5 separate regions of the Mus musculus genome follow, and all the other regions are linked to region 3. A link is a contact called in public Hi-C, HiChIP or PLAC-seq, capture Hi-C and promoter capture Hi-C data. All regions are on one chromosome and are shown on one strand. Each heading gives the region's core, a stretch centred on a gene start, on an enhancer-like site or on the middle of the called end of the contact. The rest is flanking DNA. Distances are from core to core; before and after follow the strand shown.

Region 1 (5,054 bases), core at 1,182-3,681, 210 kb after region 3:
CTTAGAGGGATGAAGTTCACTTATTCAAGGACAGATAATTAGTGGCAGAGTTGCATTTGAATGTGTGACTCTCAGCTCTTGTGAGCCAGAGCTGCTGTGTGATCTGATCAGTTTGTTCAGCCCATGGCAAGAAAGCTAGAAAGTCAGTGAATGTAACTGGCAGCCCAGTTAGCTCTTCAGGTGCTCTCTGAAGCTCCCTCCGATCCCATCTGCTGCTGCTGCTGCTGCTGCTGCTGCTGCTGCTGCATTTCTGGAAATTCTGTCCATTCTGGGGAGAATTCTTTTACTTCATCCATGTATTAAGATGTGTTTAACAAAAGCCTGTCCGTTGGGCACTGGGTAGCTATGTAATGGCCTTAGGACTCGAAGTTTGTGCTGTCAGGGAAAGAATGAGCCAGTGGTCATAATAGGGATAACTGTAGGTTGAATGGGAACCAGTGAGGAGGACAGCCCTTGGCCTAGGGCAGGACAGGGCTCTCAGAAGTAGGGCCCTGTCACCCAAGACCCAAGAATAGGCCGGTCAGGTGATGAGAATGGGTTTGGCACTGATCTTCCAGATGGACAGGGAAGACCTGAGGCAAACACTGGGACCTGGAAGTGAAAGAATGGAGGGCAGGAGGAAGTGAGAGGTGCTCTATTTATGGAGCTTGGGGTTTGGAGAGAGGGCAGTGACTCATCCGGTGTAGGCTGCAGGTAGTGCACATCGAAATCCTCACAAATGCCCGAGACTCCCATCAAGCAGTCACTACTAAAGTCAGCTCTGCAGTCTGTTTCCCTGGTTGTAATGTCCTTGAATTCCGGCCCCCACCCCCGCCCCTATCCCAGGATTTCAGGTATGCAAACACTTGTGTTGCTGCAAGGGTGCACTTGCTAGTCAGAACACTAAGTACTCAACGTTTCGCCCTTGCAGCCTCTCACATCAGCAGGAGTCCCTGACTTTCCTGAATGAGTGGGCAGAGCTGTCCAAGCACACAGGCAGCTACATAGTGCACCAGTACAGCTCTGTCCGCCGCTTCCCAAGTTCCGTTTGTGTACCTGTAGGAGGCTGGTGTGTCGACCTAAAACTGCTGGCCCGTGGAGAGTGAAGACAGGCTGGTGGGAAGGCAGTAGGGCATCTCTGACATTGAGGAGGGTTGCTTCACAGGCAGGGTTGGGGGTGGGGCGGGGCTAGGCCACAGCTTGTTGCTGTTTCCTTTTCAATAGCCGGGTCAGCATTTAGAAGTCTCAGCACCCTTGGGTCTTTTGTTCCCAGGCCTCTACATTACTGTTTAGCAAGTTGATCAAACTACATGGGAGGCTCCCACGAACTGTTTTCTACTGCCCAGGGCAAGGCTGGCACAGAGCAGGTACTCAGTGCTGATTTGCTCACAGATAAGTTCATTTTCAGTAGCCTGCCACCTTGATCCTCACTTGTCCCCGTGGGCACCTCCATGGGATATGCTAATTTGGGTTTTCAATTCATTCTCGCTGCCTGGAAACATCCTGCAGGCACATGTAAGTCCTGTGGTCTGGAAGTCCTCAAGAGTTGTTAAAAGGAAGAAATGTGTTTGTGTCTCTCTGTGTGTACAAGACCACTTGTAGAGACAAGGGCAGTGGCATGTACTGCCCTAGTCCTTCCTGTAAGCAAGGGTGGGAACCACCTGTGCATTCATCGATCCCCTGAAAAAGAAACCAGGCTGTTGGTGCAGCAACCAAGTGCCCACCGTCTTTGTTGAAAGACAATGTTTGGTGGCTAATAGGATATAAACACGTACTCCAAAGAAAAGTACATGTAGTTAGCCAGGTCTGCTGTTGTCAGAACAACCCACCAAGGTGAACCCAAGACTAGTGATTTACCTGGAAAAAGAAGCAGGCCATCACAGATCCTTTTAAATCTCAAGGAGCGGGGTGTGCAAGTGTGTGTTTGAACACCTCACACATTATTTCGTAAAGATCTCACACAATTTCACAGCACTGTCTCAACTAAAGATTTTTAAAGAAAACGCAGATACAAAGTGGAGACTACACCGACGCTTTCAATACTGAACACCGTTTTTCATTAAAAACAAGCCTGGAAGAAACTTCTGGTCCCGAGTGTGCCTCATGCATCGGATCCCATGACTTTGTCACTCGGGACAGGCCTCCCCGCCCCGCTCCTTCACTGCAGGGACGAGCTCAGATCTCATGCACGTGGCGGGCGCAGGGCCCCTACCGGCGCCCTGGGGGAGCGTGGCTGATGAAACGCTCCGGGCTCGGCCCGAGAGACGCTCCTGCCGTAGGGCGACTCGGCGGAGACCGGCTGGGGCGACGCGCCCCAAAAAGGGCGCGCGGGGACGGCGGGGGCGGCGGCGCCGGGACGCCGCGGCGTACAAGGGGCATGGAACCTCTGACCCTGAGCGGCCCGGGCGGCAGCGCGGCGGTGAGTGTGCGCGAGCCGTGCGCGTGCCCGCGCGTCCGCGCTCCCGCGCTCGGGGGTTGGGGCCGCGGGGCCTGCGTGCGCGTCCCTCCGCTCAGGCTCGGGTGACCTCTTCCCGCCCCACGCGTCAGGCGTGGGATCTGCAGGGCAGGGCGGGTGATTTCTGGGGTAAAGGAACCCCAAGGCCAGAGGGCAGAGATCGGGGAGCCTGCTGCCCAAGCCCGAGGCCAGGTACGGTGGGAGACGCCGGGCCGGGCCGCGCCGAGCCGGCTTTCTGTTTTGGCTCCCTCCGGGTTTGCTCCCTGACCTTGGATAGTCGGCTTTCTCTTCCGGGGCTTAATGTTCTCATCATTGAAATGGGGCGTTTGAACTCCTTGTCCAGCCAGGTTTTTCTGCCCTAAACTTTTGGGGGACTGCTGCTTCTCTGATGTGTTGGACTTGCATTGTAATTAATGAAGCTGAGTTAGAAGAAGGAAATCCATTTTTTTTTTTTCTTTCTTTCCTTTCAGGATATGTTAGGCGCTCAGATGTTGGTGAGGCTGGCAGGCACTGTGCAGAGATGAGACCTCTTGGGGGCTTGAGTCTGCACAGCCCGCAACTGGAAAATCTGGTTGCAATGTGGGTTCCCAGAGGAACTCGGTCGGCAGTCACTTGCTCCCTCTGTGCTTTGCTTACCATGGTGTGGGGCTCCCTTACTTGTGTGCTGAAGATTGGAGCAGAGCTGAGGAGGTGGTAAATGGTTAGCATTTGCCATTGGGGTCCTGCCTGACCCCTCATGGCCCTGTAGCCTCGGTACTTGGATGAGAATGTACACGGGGAGCCCTGGACCCATCCTGACCTCTGAGTCGAGTCCATTCAGTTCTGTGTGGCTCCTTTCAGTCTCCTCCTTGGCGAAGCAGCCCATTTAGGCAGCCCAGGGAGTCTGTCGTCCTCCACCTTTGCTGCCTAGTTTCCTCCTCCTCATCTCTCTGGCAGTTCTGAGTGTGTTTTCCCCAGTGGATGGTGATCCCTGCAGGGGAGGGCTGAGCAAACGCTCCATGTTCCACTCCTGGTTTTACAGTCCAGGGGCTGGCCCTAGAAGGTTCTCAGGGAATGTTTGTGGCATAGGTTGATGACAGCTACCTTCTCTCAGTAATCAACCTTTTCCCAAGTGTGGATCTCATGGACGTGGAACCCATAGGGCAATCCTAAGTGTCTGTCCTTGTCTCCTTTCCAGGAAATGGAGGCAGAGAGAAGTCTTGTTACCTTGCTCAAGGCTACCCAGGTGGGAAGTGGTTGGGCTGGGCAGGTTACTTTTAGCCAACACACACAAACTTGGGTGTGTGACTGGAGTCTGCTGATTGGGTCTCTGTGGGCAGCTGAGGGGGCTGATGTGGGTGCTGTGATTTCTGCCCCCGACACAATGCTTCATTGTGGCATTTTGCAACCAGTGGATCCTTCTGTGCAGCCCCGGGCTTGAGCAACTCCAGTCTGTGTCAGCTCCTCCCAGCCTTTTCAACACTCCAGTGTTGGGAGGCTTCACCGAGAGGGCCTGAGTCCTCGGCCAGGAGTACAGATGTCAGGGTTGGGTCTGCCTTGTGGCCTACCTAGCAGTTGCTCAGAGGCAGCAGAGGGGCGCAACCTTGTGGCCATTGTGCCTCTTGGGTCTATAGAAAGAGCAGGCGCACTAAGATAGGCTGGTAAGTACTCCTTTGTTTGAGACCGCTGTTGTGAGTTGGACTGAGCATGAGCCGCAAGGAGACTCAGGCTGACTGGACTTGGTTTCTATATCACTGCCTAGGAATTGTGGTTTCTTCTGACCCACTCGAAGATGATTCCATGAATTAGCTGGAAAGGAAGCCAGCCCAAGCGTGGGTGCTGAGGGCTGAGACCCTGGAGTCACTAAAATCCTTCTCCCGACTCTTTGGCTGATAGCCACTCAGCTTTGGAGAGAGTATGTCTTGACCACGGAACAGGAAACCCATGTTGAGGAGAGAACGGAATCTGGGCTGTGGGCAGAGTAAGGGGAACACTGCCATTGTAGACGCTCCTGCCTCTTCATCTGGCTTTTTATAGGGGCACCTTGGGGTAGAACTTGGGGAACCAGGCTTGGGCAGCAAGTGCTTTTTACCCTCGGATCCATCCCCCTGACCGCAGATCCTTCTGTTCTCAACAGGAGTCCCCTCCCCCCATTTTCATTTTGCAGAGCATCCCAGCCTTGTGCAGCTGTGCCTGTTGAAATCTGGAGAGAAACAGTGAAGAAGCCAGAAGGTTCAGTTCCTCCCTGAAGGTCAGCGGGCAGTGGGGCTTGGGGGCCAGTTTGGATTCAAGTAGGTGTGTGTCATCTGTATGCTTCCTGCCTTCCCCAGTGTCAACCTCCCTTGGTAGCACATGAATGATCTAGAGGATTTTTCTCAGGACTGGTGTGCTCTTCGTGGCATTTAATAGGACATGATCTTTCTTGGGACACGTGTCACAGGTGGTAGCAGATTGGTGACTCAGGAGGTCAGCAAAGGAGCCCCCATAAGGAGCATTCCCACTTTGACTGATGATAATGGCTAAAGGTGGATGCTGGCAGCACTGGCCACGCCTCCGGGACCCTGCAGAGCTAACTGCAAAGCCAGGGCTTGCTCTCCTTCTCAGTAGAGCGTTTAACTGCCAAGGTTTCCCTGCTGGAAAC
Region 2 (4,474 bases), core at 1,488-3,987, 130 kb before region 3:
TTATTTTCTTTGCCACACACAGTTTTCAAGGCCAGTCTGCAACCCACCATACGTTCCTATGATTCTTCCATGGAAGATATCCTTTCTCCACAGCTATAGGCATAGCTAACATCCTTCAGGTTCTAAACACCACCTCCTCCTGGGTACATTCCTGGGATTCTAGTTATCCTCTGAGTCAGCTTGACAATTCGATTGATCCATGTGTTTCGTTAAAAGCCCCTATCACAGTCTTCCTTTATTATCTCTGTTATCTTTGTACTATTGGCAGAGGACAAGAACAGGAATAGTTCATGATAAAGTGAGAGTGGAGTCACCCATCCAGATGTGCCTCTCTACCCTAAGTTGCTCTTTCTGATTTGTGTTACAGTTTATATGTGTTCAGAATCACGTGTAATTTCTTTGTCCCTATCCATTAACAGTGGCTCACTTCCCAAGCAGAGGCTTGCATACTGTAGGAGCCCTATCCCCCTTTTGTTTTACAGCTTCTTTGGGCTGGAATATTTGGAGCACTGATTATGTCCCAGATTCCAGGCTGGCGATGGGGTTATAGAGGCATCAGGACAGTGACAGCACTGTGATGTGCGGATAAGTGTGGCTGTGAGTGGAGCAGCTACATCAGGTGAGTGCTGAAGAAGGACAAAGGAATGTTTGACAGCAGCAATGGGCAAGAAGGAAGAAGCAAGAAGGAAGAAGTGACACAAGTCTTGAGAGTCTGGCACTGAGTTCAGTGGCCCTTGTACCACTTACCAGCGTGATCAACCTTCTCTCCAGCGTAGATAATCGCATATCTCTTTTCCTGTAGCATAGAGGCCCTCAGTGTGGAAGAGAAAAGATGCAAAATATTACTGGTCACCAAGTCCCTCAGTAATGGAGATAAATATCGAAGAGTGCCAAACAAAGTAAGAGAGATACCCAACACTTAAATGCAATGCCTTTAAAAGCCTCTAAGGCAAAAAATAAAAAAGAAGGAAAAAAAAAAAAAAAACAACCCATGAACGAAATACCAAAAAAATGTAAATAAAGACAGGATGTGCCTGGCACAAAGTATGCAGCTCAGAAACACACAGCAGCTGTGATTGGGCAGGGAATACTTTACCTTCGAAGCTGTGAACTTAGGAAAATTCGAGAAAGACCCGCGGCCCTTTCTCAGGCACAGACACGGGCAATCAGTGCAGAGCATCGGGTGTTCTTGTGAAGGAAGGTGAAGCACTCAGACTGGAGGCGGGGGGGGGGGGGGTGCGCGGGGGGCCCCAGCAGCCCCGGGTGCTCTGCCCCCTGCAGGATGCCTCGTACAGCTCGGCGGAGCCCTCCCCCACTCCGACTTGGGACTTTTCCGAAAGTTTGCTGAAACCAGACACCTTGCTTGACGGTGCCCGCGTGCAGCCTCGATTTAAAAGGCCGCCTTCAGCGCCCCCCTCTCCGCCCCCAGCGGAGACTTCAAAAGGGCCGGCGTCTGTCGCGGCCTCAGCACCTATGAGCCACCCCCCGCACCCGGAGCTCGAGCTGGAGCCGGAGCACGCGGAGTGGCCGCGGCTGCAGCGCAGGGGGACCGGGCCGGTGGCGCAGGCCCGCGCTCCCATGCTCCTCCCGGCGCCGTCGCGCCCTGTGCGCCTTTAGGGAAGGGGACTGCACCCCCGCCCCCGCGCCCGGGGCTGCGGGGACCCATGACCACAGATGCCGTTAGGCACCCGCCTAAGAACCGACCGGCCAGCGTCACACTTGGGGACCCAGTAAGTGCCCTGGGACTCACGGAGCTCTGGGCGTTTGGAGTGCGCAAAGGTGGATGCATGTGCAATAGAGGGTGCAGGTCCTGTATGCACGCCTGTGGTTGCCATTCGCAGAGGGTCGTGTGCAAGCGGGGAGTGTGCACTCGGGGAGCTGCATGGACTGTGCATGTGGGAGTGTGTGCGCTGTGCATGTGCATTTTGTGCGGGTGTGAGCACTCGGGTGGCTGCCTCTGGGAGCGTAGCGTCTGAGATCGCCAGGAATCCAGACATCCAAAGGTGTTTCGCGGAAGTTCAGTACAGTGCGTGGCTGTGTCTGCGTGTGAATGAGTGTGAGTGTTTGGAGTGTGCCTGCGGGAGTGTGTGTGCGGGAGTGTGGTATGAATCGCCTTGTAGAGGCCAGAAGCTAGAGATTTAGTCTCAGGGCTGAGCCGTGCTCGTGAGTTTGAGAATCTGCCTGGGTGTCAGAGGGTGCCGCGTGGGATTCCGGGGAGTCTCTGGTCGGAGAAAATGCAGAAAGGCCGAACACATTCAGCACGCTTACCCACAGCGGTCTTCCACGGAGCTCTAGGGTGCAAGAGTTTCTGCTAAGAGTTGGGAGTTAAGACAGATGGTTGTCGTGGAAATGTAGATGCCAAGTCAAGGTCCCAACTGTGTTTCTGCATCTCTAGGATCCTCTCAGGAGTAGAATTTTCCCCCTTCCTCCCCCACCGCCCGCTATCGAGGATCCTTAGTGTCATTAATCGTAAATTCCTAATCTCAATTGTGATAGATCCATGAGTAGCCAGGAGGAGGTTCTTTTTCATGAGTCTGTTTTGAGATCTGGGGGTGGGATGTCCCCCTCAGGATGGATAGGTGGACGGTCGCGCGAGGCAACCGATGCTGCATCCCTTGCTGCGTCCGGCAGGGGGCAGCAGTTGGCAGCAGAGGGCGGCCCGGCGCGGGGAGGAGAAGAAGGTGGAGAGCTGCGGCGGGCCGAGACTTTAAATCGCCTTCATTTCCCCCAAATCCTTCCTTTTCCTCTCCTCCCCCAGGCCGGCGGGGAGGCAGCTTCCACCGCCCTCCGCGCGCGCTCTCCCGGCCTTGCTCTGCCTCCAGAGACCGCTAGCGGCCCGCCTCCAAAAGTTTGATCATCTCTCTCTCCCTGCCTTTTCTTGCTTCTTCCTTTTCGGTGGAAGCAGAAAAAGAGCGAGGCAGGGGCGAGCGCGGCTCCGGCAGTCCTGGGACCATGGGCCTGGCGCGGGCGACCGCCGGGCTGGGGCCGTGCTGTCCGTCTGCTCCGGCGCCCCTGGGCGCAGGACTGGGCTGGGGGTGCGCCGGCAGCGCGCTTTGAGCCGGCCTGGCGCGGCGCGGCGGGGGGCTGGCGGCCCCATGGGGCGCGCCCACACTTGCCCCCCGGGCTCCGCAGCATGAAGTAGGGGCCTGCCATGGGCACGGGATTCGCGCGGGGGGCCCGAGGCACAGCGGCGTCAGGACCCGGGGGGTGAGTACAATCCCAGGGTTGCCCCCGATTCAGCTTCCTGAACCTCGGATGTGCACAAGAGTCTGGGGTTCCCTGCCGCACCAGACGCTCGCAGAGTAACGTCAGCTTCCTGTAGCTTCCCGCCAGGCGGGACGCCAGGGGTTAACAGGGGCTGTGCACCCCAGGCCGAGCTCTTTTGAGACTAGGACCAGCAAGGGAGGGTCCGCGCAGAGCCAGACCAGCGATCCCAAGAGGGGTCTAGTGGCAGTGCTCAGAGTGGCAGGCAGGGGGCAGGGGCCGGAGGAGGGAGTCTCGGTGTCTGCAGGTCGCGGGCTTGCATGGCTTTAGTTCCACTGTCCTGTGAATCAAGTTTGTCGGTCGTCAGGTCCGGGTGTCTGTTCCTGGCTCGGCCTCGGGTTCTGCACGTTCCTGCATTTCCTAACCTCTCTGCCTGTGTGAATGTGTCTTCTTGGGTCTGCGTACCTCAAACTTCCCAGCTTCTCCCGGGAAGCCTGCAGTTCCTGTCCCTCTCCTGAGTAAGCAAGGGGTGAGAGCCAGCTTGTGGGAGCGGAAAGGCCCTGGGAGATCACCAAGTCCAACCTCCTTGTACAGATGAGGGAACCGTGGCCAGAGAGGGGCCGGGAATCTCCAGGGCGGGGCCCCCGCACACAGGGGCACCCCACAGTTGGGATTCCCAGCTTGTGCAGAAGTTGTAAGAGTGAGGGATTCAGTCACTATGTGTGGGTGTGTGTGGGAGAACGCGGTCCAGAGGGGCCCTGTGGACTATATCTCAGGCACAAGGCTTGCCTTTCCATCTTGCTGGTACTCTAGGGCTCCCAGAAGAGGTTGGCCAGAGTTATAGTACCGCCCACCCTCTCAAGAAACGCCCCTTTGAGCTGGAGCCAGGGTGATGAGGCGCCCCCCTTCTTTTCCATGTCTTGGAAAAAGCTGGCTGTTTGAGATTCCCCCACACCCCCCACCACACGCATTCGTATACACAGGGCACTAGTGAGCACATTGGTGACTCATTTTCTCCGGGAGACCCTGTGCCAGGGCAGATGCCAGCGGTTGGGCAGTGTGGTGGTGCCAAAGAGCACCCCCTGCCTCAACGGGGCCAAAGTTTGAGGAAGGCAAGCAGTACCAAAGCCTGCCTGCCCTTCTGGCCGTACATCCTCAAGCATCTACCCACCTCGGCTTCTTTGCCCTACCCTGGCTCCTTCTTGCCCTTCCTTGCTTCTACATTGAGAAGTCCTCCCTCCTGGGCAACCATATGCCCTGTTGCTCTTGG
Region 3 (4,827 bases), core at 2,178-4,677:
AGGAGCCCCAGTGGGCCCAGGTGAGTTGATTCTGCAGGTTTCCTTGTGGTGTCCTTGGCCTCTCTGGCTCCTTCAATCTTTCCTCCCCTCTTCTAAAAGATTCCCAGAGCTCTGCCTAATGTTTGTGAGTCTCTGTATCTGTTTCCATCAGCTGCTGGGTGAAGCCTCTCAGATGACAGTTGTGCTAGGCTTGTGCCTGTAGAGGAGGGATTCTGACGCTTTTATAGGGAATCTGCATGTACTGACGCTGAAGGTCCTTGTCCCCAACTGGCTTTCGATGGATCAATAAAAATGCCAGCGGCTAATGGATGGGAAAAGGGAGACAGGGTGGGACCCTTAGAATTGCTCAGGCTAAGACGCAGGGAGAGAGGAGGTCGTTGTACTTGCGGGGGAGAGAGATGGAACAGACTCAGAGCTTCAGGGAAGATCATCTAAAACATAGACAGAAGGGAAAGCGACCCATGAAAGGGCAGCTCAGAAGTGTCTTGGGCAGCAAAGACCAATGGGCATCACAGAAGGTAATCAAGCAGTTAAAGGTAGATTTGGAAGGTGTTTAGCCAGGAGTACTGGAGGTAAGGATACGCTAGCCTTGGGAGGCTTAGAAGTGCCCAGCCACTGAGCCAGTAAAGCATGTTAAAGACAAGCTAATTCCTGTGTGTCTTTCATCCAAGGATCCAAAGAGACCCTGAGCAGATGGCTGATAGTGCAGCCTTCCCAGGATCATATGTGGGGTAGCTAAAAACTACATGCTATACCTGTCTGCAAGTATAGGTGAATATCCTTAACAGTGCCAGGGTGGGCTTTCTCTCCTGGCATGGGTCTCAAGTTGGGCCAGTCATCCGTTGGCCATTCCCCTAATTTTGGCTCCCTCTTTATCCACAGACATTTTGTAGGCAGAAAAAAAATCATGGGTGGAAGGTTTTATGGTTGAGTTGGTGTCCCCATCCCTCCATTGGGAATCTTGACTGGTTACAGGAGCTGACCATTCAGGGCCTCTAGCACTAGGAGCAGGGGCTGATTCTGACTCTCTTGCCTGCCTTTGGATCCCTTTCCCTCAACTGGGCTGCCTAGTCTAACCTCAATAAAAGAACATGACCTACTCCCACTGCAATTGGATATGCCAGGCCAGGTTGGTATCTGTCAGAGGTCTCCTCTTTCTGAAGAGAAAGCAAGGGGGTTGGGAGGAGAGGAGGGAGAAGATGATCCACAGGGTCAGGATGTAAGGTGAATGAATGAATGAATGAATGAAAACAAACAAAAAATTAAAGTATGCATTTGGAGTGTTAATATCATGCATCATATCTTGTCCTTAAGTTTTGTACAACTAGAAACTATTTCCAAGGCTAGTGCTCAGGTTTCGGTTGTCAGTGTCAGGAATCTACTTTGTGTGTCCTCAGCCTGAGAGTGTGACAGCCACAGTCAAGCCGGTTCTCAGCATGTTGCATAAATTCCTGGTCTCAACTCTGGAAAATTTCCACAGCCTACTTTGTAAGAACATGGACTTTTGTCATTACCTGAAGCAAGAGCCCTTCCTGAAACAGTCCATTGTGTTTATGCAAAGCAGGAGGAATCAGAGTCTAATCCACTTGCCCTGTCTTACCTCTAGGCTCTCTCAAACCTCCTTCACGCCCTGAAGCCACTTTGGAAGTCACATGTTGACCACAGGCAAATCACTCCCCTGTGGCAGTACTGAGAGATTAGACTACACACTTTGCTATCAGAACCAGCCTTCCATAGATGAACGAACGTAAATGTTGTCTAACAAAGCTGCCAGTGTGTACCAGTACAGGTGTGTGTGTGTGTGTGTGTGTGTGTGTGTGTGTGTGTGTGTGTGTGTGTATAAGAGAGAGAACAGAGACAGAGAGAGGCACAAACAGAGAGATTATGATATCTGGCGCACTGCTAACTTGGGACAGAACATATCATTGGTGCTTTTGGACTCCTCATGGTTATGCTTTTTCTGCTCTGAGAAGAGATTAAACTTTCTTAAGACTGTATAGATACAACAAAACACATATGTTTTGGGTCTCCAGCTCAGCAAGTTCTCCTAGGCCCTGTACAGCCCACTCCACGGCAGGGGGCTCTCAGGACCATCTGTGGCCCCTTCCTTTTGCCCTAGGTGATCACTGTCAATGACTTGATTAATATCATTACAATTAGTCTGGAGCCTCTAGAACGCCCAGTAAACAGGCTCATACAACCCCACCTCTGGGCGATCTGCTGGCAATAATGTTGTCGAGCTGCATTTGTATGGTCAAATCTATCAGTTGTTCATTTCTCTCTGTTGCTAAGCAACACCATCTTTGCATGAAATGTCACAACCCATTTCTCATTTTTCTGGTAATAGGCACTTAAGAGCTTGGAGTTTGTGGCTACTTTGAATAATGCCATTAGAAACATTTACACACATGATACTGGAGGTGACTCATGTGTTGTTTTGTTTTCCTTTCTGTTGGTAGACTAATTTTTAAAGGCAATATGTTGCTCTGACACATATCAGAAAAGGAAACACACAATAGAAATGCCACAGGTTAAAGAGGGGTTGTAATGAAATTAGAACACAGTAAGTGAATGACAAGTTATGTATCATTAAAACATAACCCTGACTACACTGAAACATGAGAACTTGTGGAGGACACAGGAAATAGATCATGAAACTGTGAGCGTGTTCTAACATGTTTGCTGTATTGATGTTTTGAAGCAGCTCACTGTAATCTCAAGCTCGTCTCTGTGCCTCAGCAGGAGTCACCAGGCCTGTCCCTGCAATACTTTTCGAGAGTGTTCATTATGTAGACAAAGATCAGGCAGGAATGAGAACCAGATATTTTCTGGATGATGGGCACAGACCCTGGATTGGGCACACACTGTCCTAGGCAGATCCTTTCCTGCTGTAGATACTGGGAGCTTTGCTGAACTAGATGTTTATCTCAGATTCACCCCTTTGCTGGGCACTTGGCTGCCTTCAGGGCTGGGAAGAAGTCCCCAGGAACATCACACTCCTTTGGAAACTAATCCATCTGTGTTCTTGGCCCTGAACTTGAGCCCCTAAGTGTCTTCTAAGTTCACTATGAACCCTGACTTGGGGCTCCTTCATAGCACACTTGGGAGGTTGATGTATGTGTAGGTTTCACTCCTGCTAGGCAGCTCCATGGGATAAAAGAGGGGTGGGACCACTGTCTGGGACCTAAGTATCATCAGGCTAGCGATGTACATACCTTGACCATGAATCAGCCACTCTGGTGTACGGCAGGAGCCTGTGTCAGGACCAGTAGGTTGAGGGAGCTGCATAAAGCTGGCTTGAGGGAACATTTTGCGCAAGACATTTCCCAAGTGCTGGTGAGATTGTGCCACAGCTCTACTGTCCCTGGCTTCAGTCCCATGCCCTCCCCACATCGTGTCATAAATGTTGCTGCACCATCCAAACACCAATGATCTTTTCCCAGGCCTGGTGGCTCTGAGTGCCCTCAGCATGGCGCTGCACACGGTTCTTATCATATTGAGCCTTCTGCCGATGTTGGAAGCTCAGAACCCAGAACATGCCAACTTCACCATAGGCGAACCTATCACCAATGAGACCCTGAGCTGGGTAAGTGCCTGCCCCGGGCCTGGACCTGTTCACTGTAGGAGGCTACTCTTTCCTCTGGGCTTTCCCTTCCCTGATGTCTGTGCTCATCTCTGTGCTCCTGGTAATGCCCTTGCCTCTCCTGGAGACCTGGTGGCATCTCCCTGCCTCCAAACTCCGAAGCATCACTCTGAGGTCTCTCAGCAAGGGACAGAGCAGTAGGATGGCTGATTTTTGAGTTGCCCATGGGATTCTGGTCTGGAGCTTCAGTTTACCCATGTATGGTTCAGAAGTCATTGCTTGCCTGCCACTAATCAAGACTTGCTAACAAGGTACATATTACAAGCCCTGCTCATCTGTTTGCCTGCTTCTCCCCAGCTCTCTGACAAATGGTTTTTCATGGGTGCAGCTTTCAGAAAACTCGAGTACAGGCAGGCAATTCAAACAATGCAGAGTGAATTTTTTTACCTTACCACCAACTTGATAAACGACACAATAGAGCTTCGGGAGTCTCAAACAATGTGAGTACTTGAAACAGCCAGTCCACCCACCCCAGTCCTTAACTACACTCCTGGATGCCTAGAGACCTGAACAAACTGGCTCTGCCTGGCATCCCCACCCACCTTCAGGAATGGGGACAGCTGTCTTGTCTACTTGCCTCTTGCCCCTTCCCTACCCTGGCCTGGTCAGATCACCTCTTCCTCAGTTGTCCACTTTCTTTTCTCTTTAGAGGTGACCAGTGTGTCTATAACTCCACCCATCTAGGATTCCAGAGAGAAAATGGGACCTTCTCCAAGTATGGTGAGGGTGTGAAACACTGCTTTCTGAGAGGGTATTGCCAGGGTCTGATGGGGCAGCAGAACAGGGCAGTTTTTCTGTGAAGTCACTCTCTGAGGCTTGTAAGTGGAAGCAGATTTCAACCCAAAGTCCAGCTCCCAGGCCAGACTTGCTTTGGCCATTCTTATGATCTTTTGTGAGCTCAGAGGGGAAACCCATGGGTTGGGAAGCCAGTGACTTCAGCCACACACCCATGTCACCAGCGACAGCATGTAGGAGGGCAATCCAATGCTAGTGAGCCAGATCAGACACTCTTATGTTTTAATTGTCCCTGAGCAGAAGTTTTAATGTTTAAGAGGAAGTGTAAACTATGCCCCACCACCACACCACCAAGGGCCCTTTCCAAGGCCCCAGCCATCCCATAACTACGAAGAATGAGAAGTGAGGCTTGCATTCAGCAGAGTCTGAAAACATGGCAGCCCCAGGCA
Region 4 (4,512 bases), core at 806-3,305, 150 kb after region 3:
TAGCTGGTTGTGGTGAGGTTATTTTTCTCAATTGACAGATCCAAGAAAAACCGTGCTCAGTTTCATGGGACTCTGGGTTCATGGTCAGGGAGAAGCCAAGTTTGCAACAAAGTTAGGCGCCAGTTCTCTGGTCTGGCTTGTTCCAGCATACACTGGTTAGTCCACAAATAGAAGGATCAGCCCCAGCTCTGTGGTTACCCAGCCTCCTCCTGGGTTACTAGCAGTGGGGCAGAACTAACTTTCAGCGGCAAAAAGCCTACAGGATCCAGAAAACAGCACAGCAGCAATAAAGATGGGGGGGGTGGGGGGGGGTCTGGAGGGGGGAGAGCATCAATTACCCAATGTCAAGCAGGGGCTCTTTTCTAACACTTGTAAGGATCCACAGCCCTTTTCACATTTTATGACCAGGCATTTGCTTATGTTATACTGTGTATGTGCCTTAGCCTTTAGGTCACCTAAGGCAAGAATAACCATTTCCTCCGTGCTCAGAACACCGATCTGCGCCACAAATTAAATGTTCCTCTTTTAAAATCCGGTCAGGGAGGCAAAAATAAACCAACAACAAAGACCAGAAAGGTCAGGCGATTTGGTATAAAAGATAGCAGCACAGGCAACCGAAGAGGGAGCACTAAACTGCCTGTACTGTCCTCTAACGCTCCCATAAACCACAGCCCTACCTTGACAGCCTCCGCGTGGGTCACCCGGGCTAGAGATTTATCGTTGACGCGCAGAATCTGGTCCCCGACCCGCAACCCTTCCTTCTCTGCCAGGGAGCCCGGCTCCACTAGAGACACGTAGATGCCCACGCCGTGTTCCGAGCCCCCGCGGATGCTGAAGCCCAAGCCCTCGTGGGCCTTGGCGCGCCGCAGGCTCACGAGTCGCACCTCCCCGGGCCCCGCGCCGTCGGGAGCGGCCCAGGCGGGCTGCCTGTAGGGGGTGGTGGCTGGCAGGTAGAGGCCCTCGGCCGTGTACTGGTCGAAGAGCAGCTGGTCGGAGCGCGGGATGACCAGACGCAGCATGGGCAGCAGACGCCGCTTGACCGGGCTGTCCAGCAGGACGCGCAGGGTGCGCACCAGGTCGAAGACGTTGCGGCGCGCGTGGTACGCGTTGAGGCAGTGAGTGAACTGCTCCCGCTCGGGCTCGCTCAGCAGCGCCGTGAGCGCTTGGTGCAGCTGGCGCACGTTGGCAGACAGCAGCCGCAACCCCGCGCCCCCGCCGCCGCCCGCCGCCGCCGCCGCCGAGCCCAGCGAGCCGGTGGAGGACGAGCTCACCGACAGGCCGTCCAGCTGTGCGTTCATCTCCCCGCCGAGGCCCGGCCGCACTCGGGGCGCGCGGCGCGGGGCGGCAGCTGCACCTGCGGCCAGAGGCGCGACAGCTGGATTCCCCGGGGCGCGGAGGTCACGGCTGGAGTCTGGGTTTGGGGTAGACGCGGAGTCACCGGCTGCAGTCTAGACTGGCCCGGAGAGCGGAGACGACGGCTGCAGGGTGGGTTGGGGAGGTGCAGGTGAGCTAGAGCGCTGGCTGGATCCTGGGGAGGTGGCAGGGACAGCGGCTGGTGTCCCAGGGGCGCGAAGGCAGGTGAAACTGGAATTCGGAGGACGAAGAGACGGCGGCTGCAATCCTGAGGACCGCGGCGGGATCCTGGGGGGACAAAGAGTTGGCGCCTGGAGGCCGGAGGTCGTGGAGACTGCGGCTGGAGGCCGGGGGGAGCGAGAACAGCAGCTACATGCCGGAAGGCGCGGGGACCGTGCGTGGCCGCAGTGGGGGGCGCAGCCACGCCGCCCGCCCCGTCACACCATGTCCGGGGCTCCCCCAGCCGAGATGCCCGTTCCTCTAGGGCTGGGGGACCCCAAAGTCAGAAAGAAGTTAGGGCGCCGGTCAATCTAGGCTCAGAGTCCGGAGCAGTCGCAGCCAGAGGAGCCACGCGGGCGTCCGGCGGGGGGTGCGGGGCATGTCCCGGGCCGCCCACCATGCAGCAGCCCGGGCCCCCGCGCCCCAACGCCGCCCGGGCGCACACGGAGCCACGCGGCCGGGAGCCCGGACTTTGCGAACTGTTGAGCAGCTCTGGGCTGAGTCTTCCAGCGAGTTCCGACGCCGCCGCCGTCGCCAGCCGGGACTTGGCCCCGCCCCCTCGCCCCTCCCCCTCCCCGCCCCGTCCCCCCGCGGGCTCTTCAGGAAATGACGTCCCGCCTGGCGCGCCTGGCTGTTGCCTGGAGACGGGGTGAAACAGTCCGGCCCCAAGGAAGAAAGGGGTGAAAGTGGGGGTGAAAGAAAGCAGGAGGAGCCCTGGGCCCCTGCGAAGTCTTCCCACTTCCTCAGCCCAGGGGTGAAAGATGGGGTCCTAAAAGCTGCGCTTTCCGGCGATCACAGCTCGATTCCAGGGTCGCTTTGGAGCAATTAGCCGGTTTGCCAATTCACAATTGGGGAAAATGGCCAACTTTTGGCCTCTAAAATAATAGATGCTTCATGCTCTGCTTTTCTGCCTTAAAATGTTGTTCCTGCAGCTTGCACACGTGCTGACTGCAAGTTTAAGTGAGTATGTGGACGATAATCGGTCACCTGCTCTGCACATGAGAAGAATATAAGCCACACAGGTGCCATCAGGAGCCAAGTCCTGTGCTGGGATAGATCAGCCTGGGCCCCTTCCTCTGGTGCTCTCCGGAGTGGGGGGGGGGGGGGGAGGGGGGAGTGGGGGAAAGCAAGGAGCTGTTATCAGAACTGTAAAGTATGCAAACACACACACATGCATTTAAAACTAAGTCTGGAGTAGGAATGTCACTTGTACCAACTGTTAGGTCCCGCTTGTGATCTTTTCCACACTGAGGGAACAGGGTGAAGGTTACATGACAACTCTATATACAGTCTTTAAAAAAAACATATTTTATATGGAAAGATGTCAGAATACACAGTCTAAAGTCTGTCATCTGATACCCACTCTCCTAAACACTATCACAGGAAAAACTCGGCTTCTAGTCAAAGAAGTGTTCTAAGAAGATCTATAGTGCTTGACCTAGTCACCACTACATGCCATGTGGATCTCTTTAAACCTGAATTGCCTCTCCAGAGGTGTTCTGTGAAAAGCTGGTTTTTTTTCCCCTAAGACTGTCCTGGGTTGCCGTCACAGGAATGAAACGGCTGACTCTGATATGGGAGAAATAGAAAAAGAGAAGGATTATCTGGAGTGGCTTTGAGCTGGCTGCAGAAGGGTGTTTTGTTCCCTGGCTAGTTATTTACCTGTGCACTTGGTCATTCTTCATTCAACATTTGCCAAGCACCCGTTCTGCTGCTTGACCAAGCGGCATATGGTTGATGCTGGAGACCCAGGATAAAGAGTTGAAATCTTTGACCTCAAAGAGTCATAGTCTGGCAAAGGAAAGACGGTGTAGGTCAAGGTTAAAAACAAACAAACATAAAAAAGATAAGCATTAGGAGTGTCAAGATAGACCACAGTGAGGCGAGGAGACTAACAGGAATGGACTTTCTGGGCTGCAGAGATGTTTCCGCGGGTAAAGATATTTGCCACCAAGCCTGACCACCTGATTTTCATGCCTGGAACCAGCACGGTGGAAGGGGGAGAACCAACTCCTGCAAGCTGTCCTCTAATCTTCATGGTGCTTGTGGCACGTGTAGCAACCCTGTAGCACATAATAAACGAATAAGTAAATAAAATATTTTAAAAGAAGAATCTTTCTGAGTAATGGGAAGCCACAGGGAGATTTCTAACACTGTAGTTTAATGCAGTCCCAAAATGGAGGCAAAGAATTAAAGTTCTCCTTTCCCCAAAGCTCTCCCCTTCTTTTCACACAGACCTGAGTTGAATTGATGCCCAGTGAACATATTTCACAGGGCGTCACAAAGTGATGTCTTAAGTAGCCAATTGAGTGACCCTTTGACATCTGTCTTACAGCTCTGCGTGTAGCAGTCCGTGCTATGCATCCTTATTTCTTCTTGCCGACCCTAGTTGAAGTCTTTAATGCAACCAGAACAAGTTATTTAAGGAGAGAATCTGTTCCAACCCCTCCCCTCATGTATTAATGACATACCTCGAAATGCCACCACACGGGACTTAATTGCATGCAGTTCGGGTTTTCTGCAAATGTATTTCATGCTTAGTGTTCAGTTAGTTTGTGTTCTAATTATAATTGCTGTGATTGGTTTGATAAATGCAGCCCAGGAGCTAAGATTCCCCACTCCCAATATTTCCTTTCTGTGCAAAGGATGTTTTCGAGAATATTTTGCTTCGGGCAGCAGAAGCCTCTGTGCTAACAGCCTTAGGGAAAAAGGAAACACTTTCTTCTGCAAACATCGGGCACCATCTGGGAAGGCTGTGCTATTGTTTAGCTTCATAGAGGTTGATCTGAGAGAGCAGAGCGAGAACCGAGGGAAGGACAAATGGGAACTTTCCCATCCATCTTGCATAACCACCTTCGTATCAGTTTGCAGTGTGTCCCTCAGAGAGGCAACGTGTAACTGTGCTCAAACCTCAAGAATCCTATTTCATGAGTGAAGATG
Region 5 (5,052 bases), core at 945-3,444, 190 kb before region 3:
TATTGAGCAGTATGTAGAAGAAATGGCATGGAAACAGTATGTCCAGGACTCACATACTTATATATAATAAATAAATAAATAAATCTTGAAAAAAGTCTTTGTGGTTGCTAGGTGAAGACTGGATCAAAGGGGAAGACTGGGGTTGAAGGTGGGAAGGAAAGTAGATGGGTTGCAGGAGACAGGGAGGGAGGGAGGGAGGGAGGGAGGGAGGAAGGGATGGATGGATGGGCAGATGGAGGGATGGAGGCATGGATCACAGTGGCAGCAGTGGAGAGAGGACAGGTGGGAGAGGGGGAGAACATGATAGACTGCACAGCATCAGGGAGGAATGGACAGAGTCTACACTTCACCCTAGACCCACTGGCCTGAGGCTCTCCAGCTAGGTCCTTGGGGTAGTTGTTCCTTTCCTCAGCCAAGGGAGGAATACGCAAGATGGGGGAAGTTGCACAGGAAGCCTAGTGCTGGAGACACAGTCCTTGAGAGGCTCATGAGACATCTGCTGAGGACAGCCATGAACCTGAGGCTCAGAAGCAAGGTCCTAGCTGAGGGTCCCAGGACAAGATGGGGGTACCAGGGAGCCTGGTCATTCCTGTGCCCCCCACTCACCGCCATCGAGTACTGGTCATGCTGATCTCTGTTTCTGTCGCCCCCTCCTGCAGCACCAGCGTGCTCACGCTCATCTTGTCCTTAATGCGGCTCAGCCACGGGCAGGTGGATCCCACCGCCAGGTTGTACCATTTTCCATAGATCTAGGAAGAGCCACAAATCTGGATTTAACCAAGCCCTTGAGGAGATGTGTCCACATTTCCCCTCCTTCCTCCAAGGACCAGCCCTTTAAGGGACAGTGTCTCAAGGTGACAGTGGAGTTCCAGGTACAGCATATTTAGGGCAGAGGTGTGCAGAGTCCCCCTTCCTTACACAAGGTCTGCTCCACAGAAGTAAAGTGTCTGAGATGCCCCTGTGAGTAGGTAGAGTCCAGGTTGCATATTCTGAGGTCACCAGCTATCGCTGCCTTGGAAAATGAAGCTTGGGTTTTACACCTTTCATGGCAGTGTCTGCCACCTTGTGAGGCAGCCAGCGGAAGTGCCATGGAGACCCTACAAACCTGGTGGGACCTTCTGGGACCAGTCAACCACCTCTTCCTCTTGACAGCAGTCAGATAGAGCTGACCTTCCAGCCCCTGGACCTCCAGCACACCTGTTCCTTGTCCTAAGGTATAGAAAATCACCGGGAGTGTTCTGAAAACCCCTCAGATAGATCATGGAGACAGCGTTGAGGTGGACAGGGTCCCTACACAGACAATTTTATGATTCAGGACAAAGCTGGGGTTGCTTTGTTAAGAAAGAAAGAAAGAAAGAAAGAAAGAAAGAAAGAAAGAAAGAAAGAAAGAAAGAAAGAAAGAAAGGAAGGAAGGAAGGAAGGAAGGAAGGAAGCATGTAACTCTACAACACACACACACGTACATGCAAGGGCATGTGTATGCAAACAAAAATATTTGCACATAGACACATATGCATAGACACATAGTGACATGTCTGCCACAGGCCAAGGTGCCCTTAGACTCACACTTCGTAATTTCCCCAATCCCATCAACCAGTGTCCTACCTCTCTTCCTCACACAATCCCACAAGCCTGTCCACAAAGCTCACAGGTTCATGTCCACCCTATGCCACCTGCCATATGTGGATTCCTCTGGGGACCCATGAGGACAGCGCAGATTTGGAAGGCACTAGGCTTACAGGGGGCCCCAAAGAATGAATGGCAGGTGAGGGAGCTGTATCTTCAGAGAATCTCAGAATAACCTAACAGCCTGGCCAGGAAAGTCTCCTAGAGATTGAGATGCCATCTACAAGATAGGAAAGATGAGTACTCCCAAGACAGGACAGGCAGGCCTTAGCTGGCAAGGCCCAGGAGCATGGGCATACCACCACTGTGATCACCTCTGCCAGAGAGGCCAGCCTTACCCGGGACTCACTGAAGTTCTCCTGAACCTGGATATCTGGCAGTGTTGACGCAGGGTCAGCCCTCGAAGCGAGGCAGGCAGTCAGCAGCAGGAACAGGGTCCTGAGACCCTGCATGGCTCTGTGGTCTTTGGTCTTTGATGTCTCTCTCACAGCTCAGTGTGGGAGCAGGGATTACTTCCCCGGCAGTGGCAGCTACAAACTGAGGCTGGGGAAGGATCCGGAGGCAAATGATGACCTTGGTGTTTGCTTTGCTCAGCCAAGGCCAATCAGGGTCTTGGGCCAGCTCTAATCGATCCCTACAGCCCAGCCCAGGTCCAACTCTGTGGACAGGAAGCCATGGTTACTGACTCTGAAGGGACGTTGACCAAGCACAATAGAGTTCAGACCCTAGAAAGGTTTCATTAAAGGTCAACTTTCCCCAGGGAGAACAGGGGATGGGGCAGTCAGGCAGTGTCTGGCCTGTCCCTCCAGTTCTTCCCCCAAGATCTCAGAAGATACAGGTAGCCTGGTTCTGGCTTCTTTCTCATATAACAAAACTAAGGCCCAGGGAAGTTGGCTATAGAGCAAAGCATCCTTCCTCCCAAGACTCTCCCTCTGGTCTCCAACCTCTCATAGCCATTAAGATAATCAGGACAGGGAGAGATGCTATCCCTTCACCGAGCCACACTGGTTTCCCACAGTGAAACCATCAGTACCCAGATGAACCCCCAGGCTCACCTCAGAAGCATGTGCAGATGCCTTTCACTGATATAAGTTTTCACTCTCCTGGATTGACAAGACCCACTAGGGCTCCACCGTAAGAAAGGGAACAGAGCCTCCAAAGCCAGGCAGCTTCCTGTGGTCTTCCTGCTGTGTGCGCTTGAAAAGAATGCTGAGCCCTCTGTGCTCATTTCTTCACCAATAAACGCTGTTAACACAAGTACCTGGATCCTAGCTTTGGGGTGAAGGTTGAAGGGGTGAATGCCAACAGGCAACAGCATTGTTCTTAGGGTGTGGTAAGAGTTGAAGGGTCATTGTGACCTCCGTAAGATATATGTTCCTGTCGCTCCAGTTGCTCCAGAACCATCAACAGGATGATACTTTTAGACTAAACCAGTTCAAGGAAGTTTGGAGAGAGGACACACTTTGTATCATTCCTAATGATTTAGGGTTTTTTATAACAGCGCCTAAAGAAGGTAACACAGTAACATTTTGATTTAAAACCTGCAACATTTTTTTTTTTTTGAGACAGTGTCTTATATAGCTCTAGGCTGCCCTTGTACTGGATTTGTAGCCAGCTCTGCCTTGAATATCTGACCCTCCTCATGAGTTCTAGAATTACAGGCATGAACTACAGCTACACCTGGTTTATGCTGGGGGGTGGGGGGTGGGGGTGGGGGGAGTTAAACCTAGGGCTTCCTGCATGTTGGACAAGAGCGCTACCAATTGAGCAACATCCCTAGCCTCTAGATTTATATACTCTAATGGGAGATTTTTAAACCCACATCTGTTTGCATCAGAGCTCCTCCCGTCCATGGTGCTATGATCCCTCTCCACTCTCTTCTCTCTCCTCCAGGGGTTCCAGCCATTGTCCTTCCTCCTCCCTGATTCCCTCACGGCACACTCCTTCATATAGCAGGCAATCCCTGTTAGAGCTGAGACCAGAGAGCCAGGGTCCTGCACGTGGAAGAAACAGGGGGTCTGTTCCACAGTCAGTGTACCATGCTCCTTCTGTGAGACCCAGCAGACACAGTTCCCTTTTGCTGGTATCCAGAGCACATGTGTGTCTGTCTGTAAATGAGAGGGTTTCCCATGCACCATAACAGACAGCTTGGCCACGGATGGAATTTCCTTTTTTGCTCTGGCTGCCAGGAAGCACAAAACCTCCATACACATTTCAACACAGCAACTGTCTTGGCTTAACTTTCTGGCATAGTTGCCTTCTTTTGTGTTCTTGATTCTCAGACATTTTTTAATATATAAAAATAACATTTATTTGTTTGTGGGAATAGTTTCTGCAGGAATACATGTGCCACAACACATGCACTATAGTGGGGGTGCTTGTGGAGGTCAGAGGACAACTTGAAGGAGTCACTTCTCTCCTTCCACCATGTGGGTTCCAGGGATGGAACTCAGACAGACAGGGCTGGCAGCAAGCACCTTACCCACTGATCCATCTCAGCAGTACAGTCTCTCAGCCTTTCATGGTTGGCTAATGGTAGGCATAAGGTGATGGAGAGAGAGGGAGGGGAGAGGAGGAAGGAGGAGGAGGAAGAGGAAGAGAAAGGGGAGGAGGAAGAGGAGAAAAAGAAGGAGGAGGATGAGGAGGAGAAAGAGGAGAAGGAGAAAGAGAAGAAGAAGAAGAAGAAGAAGAAGAAGAAGAAGAAGAAGAAGAAGAAGAAGAAGAAGAAGAAGAAGAAGAAGAAGAAGAAGAGGAGGAGGAGGAGGAGGAGGAGGAGGAGGAGGAGGAAGAGGATGAGGAAGAGGAGAGGAGGAGGAGGAGGAGGAGAAGAAGAAGAAGAAGAAGAAGAAGAAGAAGAAGAAGAAGAAGAAGAAGAAGAAGAAGAAGAAGAAGAAGAAGAAACTGAGCATATTGACTCTGTTCTGTGGGAGCTTGGGAACAGCCTTTTTCTTCTGTAATCTATAAACTAGAGAACAGAGCAGTTGCCATTTGGATCACTTGAGGACACACTTGAAAACATTCTGTGAATGTCCATGGGCACTCCAGGGTCTGTCCCACTACCTGGGCTACATGTATTGCACCAAAATGACCTCTCACGTACATATAATTTCTTTATATTTTATGTTCATTGGTGTTTTGCCTGCATGCACATCTGTGTGAGGGTCAGAAGCCCTGGGACTGGAGTTACAGACAATTGTGAGTTGCCATGTGGTTGCTGGGAATTGAACCTGAGGTCACTGGAAGAGCAGCCAGTGCTACTGCTGAGCCATCTCTCTAGCCTCTCCCAAATGACCTTTCTGAACTTGCTGGCAGGCTGGAAAGCCTAGGGCACTTGAGGGGACCCCAGCTCTGATCTCAGACTATTGGGGACAAGCCCATATACTCATTTGACAACATGCTTGGGTGAGGAGGAGCTGGGAGGATGGC

The links. Hi-C and Micro-C count contacts between places; a contact is called where the count stands out from the background. HiChIP or PLAC-seq counts read pairs in DNA pulled down with a chosen protein or histone mark. Capture Hi-C pulls out chosen DNA fragments and counts their contacts.
Region 1: a contact with region 3 is called in a Hi-C map of liver, with 2.6 times the contacts expected there. The contact joins the promoter of Tmem268 here to the promoter of Orm1 in region 3. A contact is called at or near these places in 2 of 39 promoter capture datasets (the C10 cell line and neural stem cells), 3 of 484 Hi-C or Micro-C datasets (liver and nephron progenitors), 3 of 115 datasets of contacts at active chromatin or transcription factors (bone marrow-derived macrophages, embryonic limb bud and regulatory T cells) and 2 of 9 other capture datasets (adipose tissue and liver).
Region 2: a contact with region 3 is called in a capture Hi-C map of macrophages, with 5 times the contacts expected there. The contact joins the promoter of Col27a1 here to the promoter of Orm1 in region 3. A contact is called at or near these places in 9 of 39 promoter capture datasets (the 3T3-L1 cell line, the C10 cell line, cranial neural crest and 6 more), 1 of 484 Hi-C or Micro-C datasets (liver), 10 of 115 datasets of contacts at active chromatin or transcription factors (the NIH/3T3 cell line, bone marrow-derived macrophages, embryonic forebrain and 6 more) and 4 of 9 other capture datasets (adipose tissue, liver, macrophages and 1 more).
Region 4: a contact with region 3 is called in a promoter capture Hi-C map of adipose tissue. The contact joins the promoter of Whrn here to the promoter of Orm1 in region 3. A contact is called at or near these places in 2 of 39 promoter capture datasets (hematopoietic stem and progenitor cells and hippocampal neurons), 1 of 484 Hi-C or Micro-C datasets (hematopoietic stem cells) and 2 of 9 other capture datasets (adipose tissue and liver).
Region 5: an H3K27ac HiChIP or PLAC-seq map of extraembryonic endoderm stem cells shows a contact between it and region 3. The contact joins the promoter of Ambp here to the promoter of Orm1 in region 3. A contact is called at or near these places in 12 of 39 promoter capture datasets (the C10 cell line, cranial neural crest, embryonic stem cells and 8 more), 1 of 15 datasets of contacts at CTCF or cohesin (pro-B cells), 3 of 484 Hi-C or Micro-C datasets (bone marrow-derived macrophages, embryonic fibroblasts and liver), 2 of 115 datasets of contacts at active chromatin or transcription factors (extraembryonic endoderm stem cells and hepatocytes) and 5 of 9 other capture datasets (adipose tissue, embryonic stem cells, liver and 2 more).

The regions. Positions count from the first base shown.
Region 1 is chr4:63,556,332-63,561,385 of GRCm38.p6, forward strand. Tmem268 (transmembrane protein 268) reads left to right here and starts at 2,432. Exons shown (of 10, transcript NM_001356354.1): 1 at 2,432-2,626; 2 at 4,581-4,664.
Region 2 is chr4:63,212,675-63,217,148 of GRCm38.p6, forward strand. Col27a1 (collagen, type XXVII, alpha 1) reads left to right here and starts at 2,738. Exons shown (of 61, transcript NM_025685.3): 1 at 2,738-3,207. The coding sequence starts at 3,152.
Region 3 is chr4:63,341,129-63,345,955 of GRCm38.p6, forward strand. Orm1 (orosomucoid 1) reads left to right here and starts at 3,428. Exons shown (of 6, transcript NM_008768.2): 1 at 3,428-3,586; 2 at 3,941-4,083; 3 at 4,293-4,363. The coding sequence starts at 3,470. It overlaps Gm52743 (a long non-coding RNA gene), which reads right to left and starts at 3,479. Exons shown (of 3, transcript XR_003955430.1): 1 at 3,216-3,479.
Region 4 is chr4:63,493,936-63,498,447 of GRCm38.p6, forward strand. It overlaps Whrn (whirlin), which reads right to left and starts at 2,056. Exons shown (of 12, transcript NM_028640.2): 1 at 678-2,056. The coding sequence starts at 1,298.
Region 5 is chr4:63,151,978-63,157,029 of GRCm38.p6, forward strand. Ambp (alpha 1 microglobulin/bikunin precursor) reads right to left here and starts at 2,195. Exons shown (of 10, transcript NM_007443.4): 1 at 1,965-2,195; 2 at 607-749. The coding sequence starts at 2,078.